Linked DNA regions of Sus scrofa: all the other regions are linked to region 4. The links are chromatin contacts, called in public Hi-C and promoter capture Hi-C maps. All regions are on one chromosome and are shown on one strand. The core of a region is the stretch at or near the end of the contact, and the rest is flanking DNA. Distances in the headings are between cores, read along the strand shown.

What was found. Promoter capture Hi-C pulls out the DNA fragments that hold promoters and counts their contacts. Hi-C and Micro-C count contacts between places; a contact is called where the count stands out from the background.
Region 1: a Hi-C map of skeletal muscle shows a contact between it and region 4, with 6 times the contacts expected there. The contact joins the promoter of MYOZ1 here to the promoter of ANXA7 in region 4. A contact is called at or near these places in 2 of 5 promoter capture datasets (fetal liver and liver), 5 of 47 Hi-C or Micro-C datasets (embryonic fibroblasts, fetal liver, psoas muscle and 1 more) and 1 of 2 datasets of contacts at active chromatin or transcription factors (skeletal muscle).
Region 2: a contact with region 4 is called in a Hi-C map of liver, with 6 times the contacts expected there. The contact joins the promoter of ECD here to the promoter of ANXA7 in region 4. A contact is called at or near these places in 1 of 47 Hi-C or Micro-C datasets (liver) and 1 of 2 datasets of contacts at active chromatin or transcription factors (alveolar macrophages).
Region 3: a contact with region 4 is called in a promoter capture Hi-C map of liver, with 4 times the contacts expected there. The contact joins the promoter of MRPS16 here to the promoter of ANXA7 in region 4. A contact is called at or near these places in 3 of 5 promoter capture datasets (fetal liver, fetal skeletal muscle and liver), 2 of 47 Hi-C or Micro-C datasets (fetal liver and liver) and 2 of 2 datasets of contacts at active chromatin or transcription factors (alveolar macrophages and skeletal muscle).

The regions. Positions count from the first base shown.
Region 1 is chr14:76,451,439-76,454,636 of Sscrofa11.1, reverse strand. It overlaps MYOZ1 (myozenin 1), which reads left to right and starts at 1,691. Exons shown (of 6, transcript NM_001025222.2): 1 at 1,691-1,901; 2 at 3,090-3,180. The coding sequence starts at 3,108.
Region 2 is chr14:75,991,198-75,994,175 of Sscrofa11.1, reverse strand. It overlaps ECD (protein ecdysoneless homolog), which reads left to right and starts at 1,554. Exons shown (of 13, transcript XM_005671096.3): 1 at 1,554-1,697. FAM149B1 (protein FAM149B1) reads right to left here and starts at 1,519. Exons shown (of 13, transcript XM_013983338.2): 1 at 1,271-1,519. The coding sequence starts at 1,317.
Region 3 is chr14:76,073,068-76,076,252 of Sscrofa11.1, reverse strand. MRPS16 (28S ribosomal protein S16, mitochondrial) reads left to right here and starts at 1,614. Exons shown (of 4, transcript XR_001301010.1): 1 at 1,614-1,793; 2 at 2,279-2,539. CFAP70 (cilia- and flagella-associated protein 70) reads left to right here. Exons shown (of 27, transcript XM_013983341.2): 27 at 674-984. The coding sequence ends at 754.
Region 4 is chr14:76,233,353-76,236,095 of Sscrofa11.1, reverse strand. ANXA7 (annexin A7) reads left to right here and starts at 1,450. Exons shown (of 14, transcript XM_005671100.2): 1 at 1,450-1,599.

The DNA of each region.
Region 1 (3,198 bases), core at 442-2,941, 220 kb before region 4:
GCCACAACAGGGTGGTGATGGGTACAGCAGAGGTGCAGCAGCTGGTTCCAAAACCTGATCAGTACATAGAGGAGTATCCAGGATGTTCATGCAGCTACTGAGGAAGGGGCTGGGCAAATGACAGGTTTCCCAGAGTTCCCGTTGTGGTGCAGTGGAAACGAATCTGACTAGTATCTGTGAAGATGTGGTTTCAATCCCAGGCCTCGCTCACTCAGTGGGTCAAGGACCCAGTGTTGCCATGAACTGTGCTGTAGGTCACAAATGAGGCTCGGATTCTGTGTTGCTATGGCTACGGTGTAGGTCAACAGCTGTAGCTCCGATTTGACCCCTAGTCTGGGAACTTCCATATGCTGAGGGTGCAGCCCCAAAAAGCCAAAAAAAAAAAGAAGGAAAGAAAAATGACCATTTCCCTCCAGGGCCTTCTCAAACTTGTTCCCCTGTCCAGAGGTGTCTCTAGACCCTTGTGAATGGGACAGTCCAGATCCCATGAGGTATGTGCTCCCTTAGGGGAAAATGCTAAGTAGGAACCTCAGAGAGTAAAGTCCTGGCAGTTCAGAGCCTACATGTACTTCCAGGGAGAGAGAGTGACATCTATCCAGCAGAGCAGGCTGAACTGAACACTCCAATGGCAAATGGGAGTGGAAAGGCAGAAATTGGTCAAATCTTCACCCACATTATCCCTGACTGCCTAAGTACTGGCTTTGGTTAATATGGTCCCTTGTCCTGCCAAGATCTGGCCCTTCCAGAGGTAGACCATCCTGTTCAGGAACTCTCGGAGTTCCCGTCATGGTGCAGTGGTTAACCAATCCGACTAGGAACCATGAGGTTGCGGGTTCGGTCCCTGCCCCTGCTCAGTGGGTTAACGATCCGGCGTTCCGTGTTGCCGTGAGCTGTGGTGTAGGTTGCAGACGCGGCTTGCATCCCGCATTGCTGTGGCTCTGGGGTAGGCCGGCGACTACAGCTCTGATTAGACCCCTAGCCTGGGAACCTCCATATGCCACAGAAGCCACCCAAAGAAATAGCAAAAAAAAAAAAAAAAAAAAAAAGACAAAAAAAAAAAAAAAAAGGAACTCTCAAAGGGCAGTTCCATTGTGAACAGATTTCCCTTCCTTTATCATAGCACCTCGGAGTTCCCATTGTGGCTCAGCGAGCTAAGAATTTGGCTAGTAACCATGAGGATGCAGGTTTGACTCCTGGCCTCACTCAGTGGGTTAAGGATTTGGCATTGCCTCGAGTTGTGGTGTAGGTCAAAGATGTGGCTTGGACCCCGAGTTACTATGGCTGTGGTATAGGCTGGCAGATGCAGCTCCACTTCGACCCCTAGCCCAGGAACTTCTATATGCTGCAGGTGTGGCCATAAAAAGAAGGAAAAAACAAAAAAAACCATAGCACCTTAAGCCCTCCCACCCCCAAAGTGCACCCATTTGTCCCTCCAGCTCCAGCCTGGATTGGCTCTGAATGGCTCTCTGGACATGTTCTCCGGGTTCTTACTCTCCCACTCCAAATTCCTGTCCACCACTTGCTGCCTGCTTCCTTTCTCCCTCTCAGTTTTCAGTTTCTCCCTGAATGCTTCTTTGAATCTCAGCCTCTAGGTGCCAAGGAAGGGGAGTCCCTGGGCAGACTAATCCCTGACCCAGACAGCTTCCTGGGAGAATCCCAAAGACCTTTGCCTCCCCTTCCTGAGCCTCTGGGCAAGGAGGGAGGGATCTTGGTTCCAGGGTCTTGGTACCCCCTGTGCCATTTGAGCTGCTTGCGTTCATCATCTCTATTAATAACCACCCTCCCTCCCCCACTGCCAGTGCTGCCCCCACGCCTGCCCAGCTCGGGTTCTCCCGTCACAGCAGCTCAGTCCTCCAAAGCTGCTGGACCCCAGGGAGAGCTGACCACCGCCTGAGCAGCCGGTAAGTCTCCAGCTTTATGACCAGAGGGGTCGGAGCCCACTCCATGAACTGCTGTGTCTGTGTCTATAACAGTGACCCTTGGTCCTGGGGCAGTTGCCCTCCTCCCCCATCTATACTCAGCTCTCAGTTGTCCAGCTCAGGGGAGCCACGAGAGTTGGAAGGAGAAGGGCCCAAGAGGGTGGGGGGAATGGAGATGATGGGGGAGGCCCTGGAGGAATAAGAAAGGGGTCTGGGATACTGGATGGGAAATAAGAACCTGGTTGCTGCTGAGAGAGGTACAGGGAGAGTCCATTTAGCAATTCCTGGATTCTGGCCTCACCAGACCCCACTACGCTAGTAGAATTGCATATGAGTTTTGAGACAGGACTCAGCAGAAAACAGCATTTTGCTGAGTGCCAACTTCTGTGAAGGAGGGGCTGGAATCTGTATTTTTCCCCAGCTTGTCCCCCTCCACGGCCAGATCCTATTATTATGGCCTGTCCTCCTTGAATTTCCCACTGCTATGGTATTGCTGAATTGACATGCAGCAGAGTTCACATGTTCCCTGACCTCCCTCTCCACTCCAGTTCTGGGGTCTGGGGGGCGGGGAGTGACTGAAAGGGAGCAGGAACATTGCTGTGACCTCCCAGGCCATGATCCAGCTGGCCGAATGGAGGGACAATAACCTCTCCTTCCTATGGAGAATGTTTTTGGCTGGATCATGTCAACACTGGCAGGACATTTTTTTCTGCTCCACTCCCCCACCCCCCGGGACTTGGTGAAGAGTGAGAGACCAGAGTTTGGAATGACATTCCCAATCTGAGAGCCCCCTGCAAATAAAAACTTCAAATCATGCCAAACCTGTGAAACCTGGTCGCATCGCCCTGCCTGTATTAATTTGTTTGTTTTACCCCCAGCCTCCCAATACACATTGTTGTTCCTAAGCCTTGCACCAACTCTTTGTAAAAGGGCTGAAAAAAGGTTGGTAGAAGGTAGGGGGAGGGGGTGCATCTATGCTTTCTGCCCTGCTTCCCAAGAAGAGAAGCCCTAAAGCAACGAGTTTTCACCTTTTAGGGGAATATATGTTTCCTTGAAAATCTAATGAAATTTTGCTCCCTGAAGTCCTTAAGCACTGCCTTACTGTAGACACTGCCACCTCCCCCTACATTCCTTGTCCATCCTTTAGCTCCCCCTTCTCACCCTATCCAGGCTCCACCCACCTCCACAATGCCGCTCTCAGGGACCCCAGCCCCAAACAAGAAGAGGAAATCCAGCAAGCTGATCATGGAACTCACTGGAGGTATGGCATGTTTGTACC
Region 2 (2,978 bases), core at 305-2,804, 240 kb after region 4:
CTGTGTCCTGTCCTATTACTTAGATAATAAGCCTCTGAAAGGCAAGGAAAGATCACAGACTGATTTTCTTTGTATGACTACTGCACCAAATAAAGGTGGGAAGGAACAAGGAAATGACCATTTATTGAGGCCCTATTAAATGTCAAGCCCTATGCCATCATTTTAGACATGCTTTTAGATAAAGTCTTATTCCTATGTTATAGAAATGAAGGCTCAAAAAATTAGTAATTTGCCTAAAATTCAGAAGGCTAGAAAAGAGTCTAACCAGAAACCCAGGTGTGACTGAAAATACCATAGCTGTTATTACCATATATAATTAATATTTAATTAATAAATGTATGGTTGCTAAAATTACATACCTTAGTGGAGAAAAACAACAACTGGGATTTGGGGTTAAAAAGCCCAAGCTCAAAAACCTATTGGTTATATAATCTTAAGATGTGTACCTTTCTGATACTTCCTCTGCTGAAAATTGAAGATGGTCATATCCATCTTAAAGATTAAGATGTGAAAGTTTCTGAAAGTGTAAAGCATTAATAAATGTATGACATTATCATTACTTCCTAAATTACAACACTTCACTAAGTTGTTCAAGCTGGAAATATCTGTTCTCTAAAGTCTCAAAAGCAAACCTGATCCTGAGGATTCTGACTCTTCAACGCAGAGGTGGGGAGACAGTATGTAATGGTTATGACCACAAACTTCAGAATCAGACTGATAACGGGTCTATACTTCAGCTCCATCACCACCTAGCTGTGTGATCTTTGGCACGATACAACCTTCAGATCTGGGATCTTTATCTTGTAGGAAGTACAAAATAAGAGTTCCTATCTGGTATCCTTATTGATAGGATTAAGTAAGCTAATGCATGTAAGCGCTTCGCAGGGTGTTTGGCTTTAGACGTATTCAACTTTATTGTAGGACTCAGTTATTAATAACTTCACGAGTTGTTAGTGGCCATGGAAAGTGGGGCATGGAACACAACGGAAACTACAAATGCCTTAGGAAACCCAGTTCCTGAGCCCCGGGAGTGCAGCCCAAGAGGGTCAAGTCCTGGGATTGCACTGGTAACACGCTCTTAGCTGGAGATGGAGGTCTGGAGGGGCAACGTCCGGCAAGGCTAGGAGGAGAAAATTTCAAAGAATTTTTTCTTTCCCTCGCCCTGGGAAAGAAAAAGGAGCAAGGGACTGGTCAAGGAGGGTCCCCAGAGCGCCTGCGGCCCGCCACGGCTTCCCCCGGCCCCAGCTGGGTGGCTGAGCAGTCCACTCACAGCTCCAAGTTCTGAGGCACCGCCTTCCGTGTGTATCTGGAGATCATCCTCCTCTTCCTCCTCAGCCGCGGCCGGGGCGGCCAAGCCAGGGTGGGGGCCTCCGGGCCTGGCCCTCCCGCCAGCTCCGGCTCGGCCCCCTCCCGCCACCTTCCGGCCCCGTCACGCCCCGTCTCCTAGACTCCGGACCGCCACCACCCCAGGATCCCCACCTCTCCAGTCCTCTCCCCTCCCTGTTTCCCCGTGGGGGCGGAAGTGACGAACGCACAGGTGCAGCCGCCTAATACTCCCGCCGACACCTAGCAAAGGCGACGCTGGGAGTTCCGGAGCTGAGCCGGTTTCTGACTTAAGTTTCCGCTGGCTTCAGGTCCTAGACAAGCGTGTGGATCCAGTCAGAGCCGGGCTTTGGCTGCTGCTGGCAGCCCACGAGGTAGGAGAGAAGGCTGAGGAAAGGTGCCGCAGCAGGGACGTGAGGAAGAGGCCCAGGCTTTAGAACTGGAAGCGAAATTGGCTTCATTTTGTTGGATGAAGAAGGGACCCTTGTTTTGAGTAAAGAGCGCTAGAACCTAGTCCGGCCTCAGCTGCTTGGTTGCTTCTCCTGCCGTGCTCCCGGTTTCCTCATATGTACAGTGTGGAGTCAGTCTGAGTGATCTCAAAGTCCCTTCTAGCCTGACACTAAATTCTTCATAATAAGGTGTGCTTGGCATTCTGGGGTGGGTGAGTATTTATTATCTGTCAATCTGGACTGTAGTGAGTGTCTGGATAGAAGATGCAAGTTCCTCTCGACTTAGTTTTATTAGTTCCTTGGAAAACCAAATAAGCCTGAAAATCGAATCACAGCCTTAAAGTGGACCATCCAGTGCAATATCTTTCTTTAACAAGCCTCACCTGGCAGCAATAGTAAGCTAGTACTTTTGTCTGTAAGGGAAATCCTTAGAAAACAGTTATTTATACCCTCTGAGACCTGAAAAGGGGCGGAGGGCGGTGGTTTGGGACGGGTTGTTGTAGGATCAAGAGCCATGGGCAGATTATTTTGGGGTGAAATGATAGGATATAAATGTTTTGTAGTTTTGAATTCACCCATGATGTACAAGGGGAAAGATTTAAATTCTGCAGAGTAAGGGAGATTACTCTTAAGAGTGTTTAAACAATAAAAATTCAGGGAAGAAGTTCCCTGGTGGCTCAGGAGGTTAAATACAGCTGTGTCATGGGTTCAGTCACTGGCCTGAGAACTTATGCATGCTACAGGCATGGCAGGAAAGAAAGGAAGAACGAACGAACGAAAAGAAAGAAAGAAAGAAAGTAAAGAGAGAGAAAGAGAGGGAGAAGAGGATGAAGGGAGGAAAGTAGAGACGGATTTTAGAAATGATAAAATAACATTCTCATTCTACAATTAGGGGGAAGCCCCAGAAAGAGAAAATGAAATGCCCAGAATGACACAACTAGGACCAGTGGCAGAACTGGAATTTTTGTCAATATTTCAAGAGATGTTATTGCATTGTTTCTGACCGTGTGTTACATGCACCACTATTAGTGCAAAGGCAAACATTTTTTATTTCATTTTTACACGCTTATTAACTTGGGAATGCAGTACTAGATTTCCATTTACTGTATTGTATCAAAAGTTGCTTTCATATAATTGTAAGTATAAAAATGTCATTGAAAGAATTTTAATTAAATGCTATAATTGGTATGTGGTCAAGGCAAAAAT
Region 3 (3,185 bases), core at 365-2,864, 160 kb after region 4:
GCTGCGTCTGTGACCTACAGCACAGCTTGTGGAAACACTGAATCTTTAACCCACTGAGCGAGGCCAGGGATTGAACCCACGTCCTTATGGATACTAGTGGGGTTCTAAACGTGCTGAGGCACAGTAGAAACTCCTTTAAAAATAAACATTATTTTACAAAAAAAAAAAAAATGCCCAGGTTGTGAGTGTTCACGTTATGAATTTTCAAAACGTGAACACATCCATGTAAGCAGCATACTGTTCTGAGTTCCTTTTTTTTTTTTTTTTTGTCTTTTTGCTATTTCTTGGGCCGCTCCCGCGGCATATGGAGGTTCCCAGGCTAGGGATCCAATCAGAGCTGTAGCCGCCAGCCTACGCCAGAGCCACAGCAACGCAGGATCCGAGCCGCGTCTGCAACCTACACCACAGCTCACAGCAACGCCGGATCGTTAACCCACTGAGCAAGGGCAGGGACTGAACCCGCAACCTCATGGTTCCTAGTCGGATTCGTTAACCACTGCGCCATGACGGGAACTCCCTGAGTTCTTTTTAATGGAGTTGCCATGAAACAGAGAATATAAGAAGAGTCAATTCCACCCCAAGGATGGAATTTAGCTGTGGCTCTGAAAATAAGAGGTCTCTACATAGGTATATCAGGCATGACCTATGTCCTTCCTATCCTCCTCTCATGCAGCTGAAATTGAAAGATGAGAATCTGCTTGCAGAGATCCACACAGTACAGGAGACAGTTGGCTTTGGAAATCCATCTTTCTGACATCTTCCACCTGAAGAATTTTCTGTATGGGATGCTAAGCTCCTTTCCTTCTCAGAGAAATTAAATCCTGGATGTTTCACCATATGAGGGCTGTGGATGAGTTAAAAAAAGATCTTCAACATAAATTGAAACTCATTCATGTATTTCCATTGGGTATCATACTGGATGGCTATGTTACTGGAAGTTTTACTGGTTGACAGTAAACCGGGTGGCAATAAAAATCTAAATAAGAGGTTTTGAATTCTATGTGGTTCTGGAATTAAGGTACACTGAAGTCATTTAAGAATTATATATTTTTAATAGATGCAAACTATTGCATTTGGAGTGGATAAGCAATGAGATCCTGCTTGTATAGCACAGGAAACTATATCTAGTCACTTGTGATGGAACATGATGGAGGATAATGCAAGAAGAATATATAGGTACGACTGGGTACCTTGCTGTACAGTAGAAATTGACAGAACACTGTAAGCCGACTATAATGGAAAAAATAAACACCATAAAAAATAAAAAGAATTATATATATATATTTTACATATAATTCCCCCACACCAGACCGTCAGCTTCCTTGGGGCAGGAACAGCACCCTTTCATCTTTGAGATCTCAGCACTGCACCTTGGCCCTAACGTGCTCAAAAGAAAGTTTGCTGGCAGGATGGATTTGTAGAGCAGTTTAGCACCTCTCAGCCGCTCTCGGTATTCTCCCCATATTCCTCCCTCCAGCAGGGACCCACAGCCAGAGGGAGCCGGGCGCTCGCACAGGGTTTGGCTGCCCCTTTCCGGAGGCAGTAAAGGCGCGTTGAGTTCTGCGTGCGGCGTTACCGGCACCATAGAGGCAAAAAGCGGAAGAGGCGGGGCAAATGGGCCATTCGCTTCCGGCACCGGGGAGCCAGGCTGGGGTCGCTGAGGGGTGAGGTCGGGGCTTCGGGGGCATTGACCTTTCCTGTCTGTCCGCCGTGCAGTCCTTGACCGTAGAGCCGATCGGCCGGAACTGGCGCACAGGCCCCGGCGCCCTCTGGCTGCGCCATGGTCCAGCTCAGTGAGTGGATAGGGGCCCCGGGAGACCTTCTGGGCGGTGGAGCGGGTAGGAGGCATGGGGGATAGCGTGAAGCTGCGCTCTCCTGGGCTAGTTGGAGGCAAGCCAGCCTGAAACAAACTGCCACACGTTTGATCCTCCCCTTTGTGTGAGTGTGTGTGTGTGTGTGTGTGTGTTTAAATTTTTGCGGAAACTCTGTGAAATAAATGGTTTTCATCATATATTTGAGGCAGCTGGGCTCCGACATGGTACAGAGCCAGTAAATGGCAGACCTGTGGTGAGTGCACTAGAGGGTGAGGAGGAAGGTCCTTTCTAGCTGGAGCGCATGAGAGGAGTTTGACAAAAAGAAAAAAAGGTATCTCGACAGATTGACAAGAGTTGGTTGGAAATAAGGACATTTCAGTAGAGGAAGGGAGTTGTTTCATCTGCCTCATTTAGTCCATTTTGTGCCCTCAGTTCTTGTGTCTTAACTGCTTATTTCTCCACAGCTACTGTTCTGTGCAGGGCCTACCGTGGAGGCCATTTAACCATCCGCCTTGCCCTGGGTGGCTGTACCAACCGGCCTTTCTACCGCATCGTGGCTGCTCACAGCAAGTGTCCCAGGGATGGCCGTTTTGTAGAGCAGCTGGGCTCCTATGATCCGCTGCCCAACAGTCATGGAGAGAAACTCGTAGCTCTCAACTTCGACCGGATCAGACATTGGATTGGCTGTGGGGCCCACCTCTCTAAGCCTGTGGAAAAGCTCCTGGGTAACTAACTCTGTACTAGTCTTACCTCTGAGAGGATTTTAAAATGAAGTCAATTCCAAAATCATGGGAACTCAGAACGATTTTCATTATCTCCAGGCTAATGAGGATTGGCGTGAGAACTGAAATTGATTAATTGCCGTTTAGAACCTGGAGACCCCTTTTGTGGACTCCTTTTGTGAAACTTTATGGGTGACTGAGATTTTTATGCTAAAAATTGGGAATGGTGTATCTTGAATGGATCTCTGTCAGTTGATTTTTTTATCAAGTAAGGAGAATAGTGTTAGGAAGTAGACAGTATCCATTGTCTTTTTTTTTTTTTTTTTTTTTTTTTGTCTTTTTGCTTTTTTGAGGGCTGCTCTCGTGGCATATGGAGGTTCCCAGGCTAGGGGTCTAATCGGAGCTGTAGCGCCGGCCTACGCCAGAGCCACAGCAACTTGGGATCCAAGCGGTGTCTGTGATCTACACCACAGCTCATGGCAATGCCGGATTCTTAACCGACTGAGCAAGGCCAGGGATTGAACCTGCAACCTCATGGTTCCTAGTCGGATTCGTTAACCACTGCGCCGCGACGAGAACTCCTATCCATTGTCTTCTTGCAGTAAATGGGAAGAAGGGAGTTGGGGGGAAGAGGTAAAACATTTTGGCA
Region 4 (2,743 bases), core at 201-2,700:
AGCAGATTAAGGACCCGATGTTGTCTCTGTGAGGCTGTGGGTCACTACACAGATGCAGCTAGGATTTGGTGTTGCAGTGGTTGTGTAGGCCTCAGCTGCATCTCCGATTCAACTTCTAGCCTGGGGACTTCTGTATTCCTTAGGTATGGCCAGTAAAAAAAAAAAAAGGGGGGGGCAGTGCTTTCTAAGTGGAGGAAGCATGAGAAAAGACCTCTGATCTTGGAAGGCCTTATGTGTCAGGAAAGAAGGACAAAGGATTAAGTGGGAAATCTAGTGTTCCTGCCTGAATAGGCTTTTGGATATTTTGGCCCTAAAACTCGGGAAAGTGGGCTTGGAAATAGAGGTTTGGGAAATAACCTCTTAAGGTGATAGTTAAGGCAGAGAGAAGGGTGAGGATGAGGTCACCAAGGAAGGAAGGTTGAGCAAAGAGGAGTGAGAACAGGCTTCTTAGGGAATGCTTAAATTCCAGAGGTCTCCAGGCAGGTTGGACAGAAAAGCCCAATATTTGCCAGACAGACTGGTGGGAGCTGGGAGATTAATGCTGGGTACCCAGAGTGTGGTGCAGTTTTGTTTAAATTCCACAGTGATCTTCCTCAAGTACCTTCCACTTTCCCCTGTTTTAGAGACATGTTTATCTTGCTCTTCCCACCTAAAAATTTAATCCACCCTATTTCACCCCCGTGGGAAAGATTTCTGGTGGAAAAGCATATGAAGTAATAGGTTGATGGTTCTCCAACTGGTGTGCATAGAACCACCTAGAGAGCTTGTTAAAATAGACTTCTGGACTTCACCTTTAGAGTTTAATTCAGTCGGTCTAAGGTGAAGTCCAATAATTTGCATTTCTAGTAAGTTTCCAGGTAATGTGGTGGCTGTTGGTTTGGGGCCACAGTTTGAGAACCATTGGAAAAGGTAGCCAACTGGTTTTTGCTCTGGATTAAATTTCCTTAATGAGTTTAAGATACTGATCTGGGCCCTTGAAATTGCCTCAAATGTTTAATGCCGCGGTGTATGTCATGATAGGGCTCTAGTGTGAGGGGAGCCTAGAATCACCTTGCAACTCCCTTCTGGAGTGGTATTGATTAGTGTATCTCGTGTTGTGCCTATTAAGGATCTCCATAAATATTAATTTATTTCACGCCGTCCTTGGCCTTAGAACAGGCGAGGGAAGATGGCATATCAGGCGGAGAGGCTGCACCTGGCCTCCCAGTCTTGAGTCCATCTCTGCCGCTCACCACTAAAGGGGCGGCAGAGAACCGTCGTTAGACCCTTTCAACGGTTCCCTTGGCTTTAACGGCTTTAACTTCCCAAGGGCCTTGAGAGAGCCCAGAAGGAACTGGCGCATGGACCTTGGTAACAAGAAGTGAGATTAGAACTGGCTTATTGCGCCCGAAGAGAGCGTCCTCTCTCAGGTGGTGGGTCCCCGGCTGGCCCTGCGGCCCCGCCCCCTCCTGCCCCAGGGGCGTTCCCGGCAGTCGCGGCTGGCGATCCTAACGGGCTCGGGAGGCGGCCCTGGGCGCCCCGCCTTTCCCCCCGCCCTCCCCGGCTCCATCTTGCCAGCGACCGAGCCGGAGTGTGTGTGACGCTGCTCCCCGGGTTCAGGTGAGGAACGGCGCCCCCTGCCCTTGCCACCGCGCGTCCCCCTCGGTCTTGTCGCCGCGGCCCGCTCCGAGGCCTGCCATCCGGGGGAGGGCGGGGCCCCGCGCGTGTCCTGGAGCCGCGGGGCGGTGGAGGGGCCTGTGGGCCAGCCGGGTGGCGGGCGTCGCGGTGTGCGCGTCGCGGGACCCAGGATGCCTAGTGGGGGCGTTGGGCCTGGGGCGTATTGGGGCGGAATCTGCGCGGCGACCCGGCTACCGGAAGACCTGTTCACTTGTCTGTCCACAGTTTGGAGGAAGCAATGACGCCTCCCACGCAGGCAGGTGGGCCGCAGGTGGAGGGACTGAGGCCAGGGCACGGCCCTGCTGAAGCGGCCTCAGGGAGGGCTGAGTAAGAAAACCAGCGAGCAGCACCGAAGGCTAGTCCAGCCGGGGGGGTCTAGACTTGCTGGTGACACAGCAAATTTAGGGAAACTTAAGAAATTTGTACTTTGCTTAGAGACACCCCCTTCCCCCGCCCCCAGGACAGAACCTGTAAACCTGGCTCAGGTCTATAATCCTTGGAAACTCTCCTAGGAAGTCGCATTCCAGATTTGGTGCCTATTCCCTGAACAGCAGCAAACATGTGAGCCCAACCTGTGTGAACACTTCTACAGAAGGAAATGCTTGTTGTCCCCCCAAAAGTGACAGAAATGAAGTCTTCTAATTGCTTTTAAACTCCCTCATTTCTCCCAGTTGATGGGTAGCTGATCTGATAAAGTAATCTGTCCTAGTTAGATAATGCCTGGAATGAGTTACTTCTCAGGCAGGGAAGCAGTTTCAAGTGGATAGGCCGCTAAAAGAGAATTTTGCCCTGAGCCTTGCAATCCTCTGGTGTTGGTTGCCTACCCTGCCCATGCAGAGGCTAGTCAGGACTCCAATTCTCTACTGAAGGGCCCTTGCTGATGGATTTAAAAGGTCCTTCCCAATCAAGAGACACGTTTTGGAAAATTGTAGTATCTGCTCTTGGCCATCTTCATTCACTGTTCCTGTTTCATATTTGTTTCATTAATTTACAACAGCTGCCTCCTGTGTTCTTGGGCTTCATGCCATTTATGAGACTTGCATAGTGAGACCCACGCCTTTTAGTAGTTGACTCACTGGGTGGAGAT